2 separate regions of the Sus scrofa genome follow, and region 1 is linked to region 2. A link is a contact called in public Hi-C data. All regions are on one chromosome and are shown on one strand. The core of a region is the stretch at or near the end of the contact, and the rest is flanking DNA. Distances in the headings are between cores, read along the strand shown. Region 1 overlaps LOC110257717 (a long non-coding RNA gene). Region 2 has its middle 110 kb from the start of TMEM164.

Region 1 (4,319 bases), core at 1,129-3,628, 520 kb before region 2:
ACATCTTTTGTTTATTATAAAAGTCACACATGCTTGTTTCAAACAATTCTCATCATTACTGAAGTGAAAATCCACCTCCCCCATCCCTCTCCGCAGAGGTAACCACTGTTGACAGTCTGTCTATCTTTCCGGATTTGTTTTTCCTCTATGAATAGCATATAATATCCTTCATGAAAATCAGATCCTATTATCCTAATTCTTCGGCACCTTGCTTTTATCACAATACTGTATTGGAGACATCAATCAGTATATAAAATGCATCAGTATATAAAGATCTAGCTCATCCTTACTTGTGGCTACCTTGTCACTGTCATCATCACAGTATTCGTGGGGACAGTAACGGGTGGCAGTTATTGAACGCTCTATGCCAGTACTGTCTAGTTGATATGCCGTAGGGATTAACTCATTTACCCTTCACGACTTTATGAAGGAGGTATTATTTTTCCATTTTACAGATGACAAAGATGGGGACACAGAGAGGTTTAGAAACGTGGACCAAGTCACACAGCTCATAAGGGTGAGAGGAGGAAGTCAGACCTCGGTGGTCTGACCGTAGAGCCCAAATTCTTAATCATTAGCAGTGTCGCTTAATGTGCCCTTATTTGGATGTGCTGTACATTATTTATAAATTACAGCTTATGATGCCCATCCTCCACTGATGTCATTTAGGTTATTTCCAATTTTTTTCTGTTTACAAATATATTAAAGGAATATATTTGTTTAAATGAATCATTAGGGAGTTCCCGTCGTGGCGCAGGGGTTAACGAATCCGACTAGGAACCATGAGGTTGTGGGTTCGGTCCCTGGCCTTGCTCAGTGGGTTAAGGATCTGGCGTTGCCGTGAGCTGTGGTGTAGGTTGCAGACGCGGCTCGGATCCTGCGTTGTGTGGCTCTGGCGTAGGCCAGTGGCTGCAGCTCCGATTAGACCCCTAGCCTGGGAACCTCCATATGCCGCGGGAGCAGCACAAAGAAATAGCAAAAAGACAAAAAAAAAAAAAAAAGAATCATTAAATGAAGATCCTTATAAGAGCATTTGAAAAATGGTAAACTCCCGAAAGAAGACTTGCTGGGTCAAATAATATTTCAAGTTGCTGTCTAGAAGTTGTGCTCCTTCAGACAAGCACTGAGAGCACATCCATGTGCCTGATTCACCATATCCTCACGAGTACTGGGGTTTAGCAACCTTTTAAGTTTCTGCCAGGCTGTGAGGTGAAAAATGACATTTCTACCATCTCAATGCTGTTTTAATTTGCATTATTTTTACTTAATCATTCCTGAGGCTATGAACCCTTTTTGTTCTTTTTTTTTTTTTTTTTCTGGCTGCACCCACGGCATGCAAAAATTTCCAGGCGAGGGATTGAACCTGTGCCACAGCAGTGATAATCCCAGATCCTTAACCCATTAAGTCACCAGGAACTCCTGTGAACATTTTTTTATATGGCATAAACCCTTCGCGTCTTCTCTGTGAAATGCCTGTTCATTACTCTTTGACAATTTTTCTCATCATGTTGTCACTGATCTACAGAAGCTCCCTCATTCATTCTTTCGACAAGTATTTATTGAGCACCTACTGTGTGTCAGACCCTGCCCTGGGACTAGGAACACAGTGGTGAATAAGCAAAGCCTTAGCTTTCATGAAGCAGCCATGTAGGTAGAGGAAACAGATACGATGCAAATCACTAAATAATGTAACTGCTGCTCATGGTGAGTGCTGTAAAGAAAATAGTGCACTTCCTATAATGGGGCTCTTGCAATAGTATGAATAATAATATCTGTCTGCCTTTGCCTTTATCCTGGTTTGTCCTTTGTCTTTCAACTTTGCATGAGACATCTTTTGCCCAGGCAAAGGTGTTCAATTTTTTTTCACGATCAAATCTATCGTTCTTTTTCTTTACAGTTCCTAAGGTGGTTTTTTTTTTTTTTCTTTTTCCGCTTGCCTCGCAGTGTTTTAAAAAACATTCTCCTATGCTTGCTTCCCATCTTTCAATGGTTTCTCTTTAACAATCGAAACTTCTGACTAAGCTGAGCCCTCACTGGGAATAAGGAGTGAGGTAGAGACTCAGCTGTATTTTTTCCGGTGGCAGGGCCGTTGTCACAGTAAATGGCACCATGGATTAAACGGTGTGTCCTTCTCCCCAGAGATGGTGAAGCGAGGCTCACAGACAGGAAGAGCCTTGCTCAGGGTCACAGAGCAAATGAGGGGTGGCAGAACTAGGCAGAAATGTAAGGTCCCAAGGGTCGCTGACCTGCGCCAAAAGTTGTTGTCTGCGGTCACAGTGCCACTTTCCCATTCCGGGGAGCCTCCTGACCTCTCGCTCAGAGACAGGAGTGCAGCGGCCCAGGGCAGCTCCACTGCCTATAAATAGGCCACCACCTGCTGATCTGTGCTGAGCTACTTTACATCGAAGCAGCTTTGTCTGCCAGGGGCTGGGCGCAGAGGGCAGACAGCTCTGCCGTGTAGGAATCAAAATAGGAAGTGTCTACTCTAAATAAAGAAATCTGGCGTTGTTTTCATTCAGTGGCTGACGGAGCAGCTGCCGGCCCCGGGGAACCTTCCAAGGGGGCTGCCTCGAATTAGGCGGAAGCTATAAGCTGGCGGTTTGGAGCTTTCAGGGCCTTTCTGAGGTCTCAGCTAGAACAAGTCTAGAATCCAGAGGTTATCTTGAAAGGACAAGGGTTTGCACCACCTCCAGTGCCTCGCACTCCATCCCACGTGGTGTCTTCTCTGCAGACTCTCTCATCTCTGTGCACGTTTCCCGGGGCTGCAGACACCCCCTCCCCCACCTCCTCCCCCTAGGAGACAGGCGTGCAGCACCGGTCTCAGGGGAAAAAAGAAAAATGAAGTGAGAGTTAGAACATTCAGGTGACATTAAAAAAAAAAAAAAGAGGAGTTCCCGTCAGGCGCAGTGGTTAACGAATCCGACTAGGAACCATGAGGTTGTGGGTTCGATCCCTGCCCTTGCTCAGTGGGTTAACGATCCGGCGTTGCCATGAGCTGTGGTGTAGGTTGCAGATGCGGCTCAGATCCTGCGTTGCTGTGGCTCTGGTGGAGGCTGGCGGCTACAGCTCTGATTCGACCCCTGGCCTGGGAACCTCCATATGCCACGGGAGCAGCCCAAGAAATGGTAAAAAGACCAAAAAAAAAAAAAAAAGAAAGAAAGAAAGAAAGAAAAAAAGCTCATATTTTCCTTCAGTTACCGGGAGATTTTCGGTCAAAGTGTTCGAACAAAATTGGTGGATAATTGTCTCCATTATTTTGCTTGGCTTTCCATGGATAGACACAGCCGAACCTATCTGCAGGATCTTAGCATCCTGCTAACCTCGGCGGGTATTTTGTGGCTTCTCTCCTAAACCTCGAGTAAAATTACTGTTTGTAATAAGGTAAAACAAGCTCGTAGCCTCCCCTCTGTCCCCCGACCCCCTACCTACACACTGCGGAGATTTAGGGTCATTCTTCCCACACCAGCCATCTCTCCAGCCAGTCCCAATGTCAGATAGTCCCACCACCAACACGATGGGAAGAGACCTGAGTTCCAGCTCCAGCTCTGCCATGGCTGGCTGTGTGACCTGGGGCAAGTCACTGCCCTGCTCAGGGACTCGGGCAGCTTCTGGTAAAATGAGAAAGGTCAGTCTGGGTGGATTCCCTAACCCAGCTCCTCATCACAAATCACCAGTGGTGGAGTTCCCACTGTGGCACAACAAGATCAGCAGCGTCTCTGCAGTGCCAGGAGGCAGGTTCGATCCCCAGCCCAGCACAGTGGGTTAAAAGAGCCAGCATTGCCGCAGCTGCAGCGTGGGTCACAAATGTGGCTCGGATCTGATTCCTGGCCTGGGAACTCCACAAGCCGTGGGGTGGCCAAAAAAAAAAAAAAGAAAAAGAAAAAGAAAAAAAAATCAGTGATACTGATTAATAGATTCTAAGCTCCAGTTCTGACTTACTGAATCAGACTAAGCGTTAGGGGCCGCTGTATCTGTATTTCAACAAAACACCCAGGAGTTCCTGTGGCTGTGGTTAACGAATCTGAATAGGAACCATGAGGTTTCAGGTTCGATCCCTGGCCTTGCTCAGTGGGTTAAGGATCCGGCATTGCCGGGAGCTGTGGTGTAGGTTGCAGACGCAGCTCAGATCCCACGTTGCTGTGGCTCTGGCGTAGGCCGGTGGCTACAGCTCCAATTCAACCCCTAGCCCAGGAACCTCCGTATGCCACGGGAGCAGCCCAAGAAATGGCAAAAAAAAAAAGAAAAAACAAAAACAACAACAAAAAAAAACACCACCAACAACAAAAAAACACCCAGTGATTCCATGTGCAGGCGGGTTT
Region 2 (4,642 bases), core at 678-3,177:
CTTACCGTATGGCCTTTCTGTCAATAAGGAGACAAAGAATATATATATATATAGTGTGTATGTGTGTGTGTGTGTGTGTGTGTGTGTGTGTGTGTATGTATATAGATATATATTTTTTTGGTAGCACCTACAGCACATGGAAGTCCCCAGGCCAAGGATCAAACCTGTGCCACAGCAGTAACCAGAGCCACAGTAGTGACAACAACCAGATCCTTAACCCCACTGTGCCATGAGGGAACTCCCTGAATATGATTTATGCAGTGTTCCCTTAGAACTTTTAGAACCCAGTGTTTCCAGTCATAATAGCATCTGAGAAGTCTGGGATTTTTTTTTTTTTTGTCTTTTGTCTTTTTAGGGCCACACACGCGGCATATGGAGGTTCCCAGGCTAGGGGTCTAATCACAGCTGTAGCTGCTGTACGCCAGAGCCACAGTAATGCCGGATCCTTAACCCACTGAGCAAGGCCAGGGATCGAACCCACAACCTCATTGTTCCTAGTCGGATTCGTTAACCACTGAACCACCACAGGAACTCCTTGAGAAGTCTGAGTCTAGTGGGTTCCCTTGTTAATCTGAGGTGGTGGCCCCAATGGTGGCGAGCGGAGAGTATAAGCAGTGCTTCTGAGTGGGGACTAGGTGGTCTCTGGCATCTCCAGCCTTAGGGAGCAGGTCAGCTCTGTCTAAGGGGATGGGCAGAAGGTGAGTGTGTGAGGCTGTGGGGAAACTAAGAGAATTTGAGAGCGCTTGCCGACATCCAGATGGGGGGACCTGGCCAAAATGGGGGGTGGAAGCAGGAGCCAACCTGTTGAGTCAATCTGGTCATAGAGAACTAAGGTGGGTGCCAATAAGATTGCTGCAGTGGAGCTGAAAGAGGCAAATAAGAACTCAGGTTGCACTTCCCATTGTGGCTCAGAGGGTAAAGAACCTAGTGTCCCTGAGGATGAGGGTTTGATGCCTGGCCCTGCTCAGCAGATTAAGGATCTGGCGTTGCCACAAGCTGCAGCATGGGTCACAGATGTGGCTCGGGTCCCGCGTTGCTGTGACTGTGGTGTAGACCGGCAGCTGCAGCTCCAATGCAGCCCTTAGCCTGGGAACCTCCATATGCCACGGGTACAGCTCTAAAAAAAGAGAAAAAAAGAAAAAGAAAGAAAGGGAGCATCCAGTACCCCAGCTGGGCTGTTAACACTTATATTCCAATGGACAGACTAAGCCTAGTTAATGGGACCAGGGTGGGGTGAATAACAACGCGTCCTGTACTTTCCCTCCAGGCTGTAATAGGACTCTCTGTCCTGTGTGGAGGGGGTAGCGGACTTGCTCTGCCTTGTGCCCTGACAAGATGTTCTGCACGTTCTACCCCCCAGGATAAATGTCCATGGGTGGGTAGCCTGGCACTCCGAATTGTTCTTATTAAGAACGTGTGTAGGAGTTCCCGTTGTGGCTCAGTGGTTAACGAATCCGACCAGGAACCATGAGGTTGCGGGTTCGATCCCTGGCCTTGCTCAGTGGGTTAAGGATCTGGTGTTGCTGTGAGCTGTGGTGTAGGTCACAGTCGCATCTCGGATCCTGCGTTGCTGTGACTCTGGTGTCGGCCGGTGGCTATAGCCCCGATTCGACCCCTAGCCTGGGAACCTCTCTATGCCACGGGAGCGGCCCTAGAAAAGTCAAAAAGACAAAAAAAAGACCAAAAAAAAAAAAAAAAAAAAAAAGAACGTGTGTAATGGGCTTCAAACCATGAAGACACAAAGGTTTTCTCTGGCTGTGCAGCCTCTGATGAGGTCTGACTTTCCAATAAAGGGCAGCAGCCGCTGGTCATATTTCTCCATCCTGGAAATTCTAGTGACAGTTTTAGGGAAATTTAGGGTGTGGAGGTTGTGGTCCAGGAAGTGAGAAGGAGGGTGGATTTCCTGTTGTGTCACCCCCTCTTACAGCATCATGGTGTATCTGGGGACTTGGCTAGCATTGAGTATTTCTTTGCTCCATTGATTGCAGCGCAAAGCTATAGCGGGTCCAAAGAGGATGAAGGGGACTTGGGCTTCCTTTCCAAAGAAACTTGGGTAAAAGAGTGATCTGCTTCTGCAGGAAGAGTAGCTCCCAAGATTGCTTGTGGTGTGGGTTTGTTTTCCCTCGGTGTGTGAAAACACTGGCTTTATCTATGTTTACTGCCCTCCACCCACCGAAAACGTTCTATCTCAATATGAACTCGTCTTCCTTCCCCTTTCCAAGGAGGCTCTTCTCAAGTTCCCCTCTCAGCAGCTGTCTCACTTCCTTTTAGATGTTCCCACCCAGCAGTGGCCACATTGCACTTTGATGAAAGAAAGAATGGGTAACCTTAACTGACCTCCTCATTGGGGCTCAAAGCTGCCTGGGCCCCCTCCCCCACCAAGGTCAATCAGCAATGTCACCAGGACCTATGTGTCTGCAACTGATGGGAACCCTTGGAGAGAGACTTGCCCAGAACATGGTTCCCTTTTGCACCTGAGAACCCTGACGAGTCTCAACCCCTTGCTGATGACATGACGATGAGCAAGAAGCAGATGTGGTATTTGAACAGAGGTCTTTTGATCAAAAATCTAGGGCTTGTTCTGTGACACTGGAGGCTTTATGAACAAGAGGCACTCAATTAATATTCCTTGAGAGGCAGTATATATAACGCAGTGGTTAAGATCCCCGCTTCTGACAACTGTTTTTATCCTAATGTGTGATAAAATGTACACAATATAAAATTTGCTATTTTAGGGAGTTCCCGTTGTGGCTCAGCGGTGACGAACCTGACTAGTATCCATGAGGACGCGGGTTCTATCCCTGGCTTTACTCAGTGGGTTAAGGATCCAGCTTTGCGGTGAGCTGTGGTGTTGGTCACAGACGTGGCTCGGATCTGGGGTTGCTGTGGCTGTGGGGTAGGCTGGCAGCTGCAGCTCACAATGGACCCCTAGCCTGGGAACTTCCATATGCTGTGGGTGTGGCCCTAAAAGGTTAAAAAAAAATTTGCTATTTTAACCATTTGCAAGTATACAATTCAGTGACATTAAGCATATTTGCAATGCTGTGCAACAATCATGAGGAGCCATTTCCAGAACTTTTCCACCATCCCAGCAGGATCTCTGTACTGCCAACTGGTTTCGAACTTAGGTTCTGCCACTTGGCAACTGTACAAGTTGGTAAACTTGTACCAATTCCTCAGGTGACGTCAATTTCCTCATCTATAAGATGAGGGTAATAATAACGCTTCTTCAAAGTACTGTCGTGTGTGTGTTCGTGTGTGTGTGTGTGTGTAAGACAAATACACATCGTAGTCATCATTGAGATGAATTGGTAATGTCGCTTGAATGGTTAATTCATTCATGTTTATTTCATATTTCTTAGTGGCTTGAGCCACCAGGCGGCAGGGCTAAGACTCAGACTCAAGTTAGCTTGACTTCAGGGCTTCTGTCTCTACTGCTCGTACTGTGAGGATTAACCGAGATAAGGCGGGTTCAGTGCCTGCCACGTCGCAGTGCCTCAACCAGCGGCAGCTATTTTATTGTTATCAGTATTATCTTTACTGTTAATCAAACGGAGATCGAAACTCATGCCTCCTTTACCTCTAAGGTGATGGAAATCTTCCAAACAGCAATAAAATTTTTTCTACCCTGGAGCAGAAGAAAGAGGCGGAGAGCCTCTTTGATATGTATGTACGACTAACCACATACGCCTGCCACCTAGCAACTGTCACCCTGGAGGATGCCCGTTTCCTGCTCCATTTGTCCTGCATGGCAGGCCCAGGGCCTGGAGCCTGGCAGGGTGGGCGGTGACAAGGACCAGCTGCCAACAGATGAAGGAGAATGAAGGGGGAATCCCGTTCAACCACTGCCTCCTGCAGCTGCTCTCGACTCTCCTTGCAGGATCCCCCAACCCCTCCCAACAGTACAGGGCGGTGGACACGTGGCCTTGAAAGAGAGGACAGAGAACCCTATCCTACTCCGCCAGTCCTGCTGGCCCTGGAGTTCCCTCCCCCTCCCCCTCTGGCTGATTCAGGCTTAGTCTCCCAGGCTGGCCGGGGCTGAGGGGACGGAAAGGGGAGAAGGGAGTCAGGATGGGAGAAAGTAGGGGGACTCTGGGCTCAGTTTCTTTCTTCTTGCTCATTTCCCAGCCCTCATCCAGGGCTTTTCCTCTAAATCCACAAGCCTATTTTCTCCCTTAAAATATATTCTTTCTTTCTTTCTTTCTGCCTTTCTTTCTTTCCTTCTTTCTTTCTGCCTTTCTTTCTTTCTTTCTTTCTTTCTGCCTTTCTTTCTTTCTTTCTTTCTTTCTTTCTGCCTTTCTTTCTTTCTTTCTTTCTTTCTTTCTTTCTTTCTGCCTTTCTTTCTGCCTTTCTTTCTTTCTGCCTTCCTTCCTTCCTTCCTTCCTTCCTTCCTTCCTTCCTCCTTCCTTCCTTCCTTCCTTCCTTCTCTTTCTTTCTTTCTTTCTTTCTTTCTCTCTCTTCCTCTCTTCCTCTCTTTCTCCTTCTCTCTTTCCTTTCTTTCAAATTCCCAAGCCAGGGATCAAACACACACCACAGCAGTGACCCGAGTCACGGCAGTGACAAAGTCAAATCCTTAACCTACTGAGCCACCAGGGAACTCCCAGAAACCTATCCCAGGGTCCTTTCCCCAGCTACTTGCAAA

The links. Hi-C and Micro-C count contacts between places; a contact is called where the count stands out from the background.
Region 1: a contact with region 2 is called in a Hi-C map of retroperitoneal adipose tissue, with 1.6 times the contacts expected there. The contact joins two enhancer-like sites. A contact is called at or near these places in 3 of 47 Hi-C or Micro-C datasets (embryonic fibroblasts, retroperitoneal adipose tissue and skeletal muscle) and 1 of 2 datasets of contacts at active chromatin or transcription factors (skeletal muscle).

The regions. Positions count from the first base shown.
Region 1 is chrX:90,514,555-90,518,873 of Sscrofa11.1, reverse strand. All of the region lies in intron 2 of LOC110257717 (a long non-coding RNA gene), which reads left to right. Among named protein-coding and RNA genes, the nearest start is that of RTL9, 36 kb to the left of the region's middle. Within about 2 kb of position 2,378, at least 7 of the 83 cell types and tissues checked have an H3K27ac peak or open chromatin away from gene starts, as enhancers often do. A contact at or near this core is called in retroperitoneal adipose tissue, where this site is marked.
Region 2 is chrX:89,994,421-89,999,062 of Sscrofa11.1, reverse strand. No RefSeq gene overlaps it. Among named protein-coding and RNA genes, the nearest start is that of TMEM164, 110 kb to the left of the region's middle. Within about 2 kb of position 1,927, at least 6 of the 83 cell types and tissues checked have an H3K27ac peak or open chromatin away from gene starts, as enhancers often do. A contact at or near this core is called in retroperitoneal adipose tissue, where this site is marked.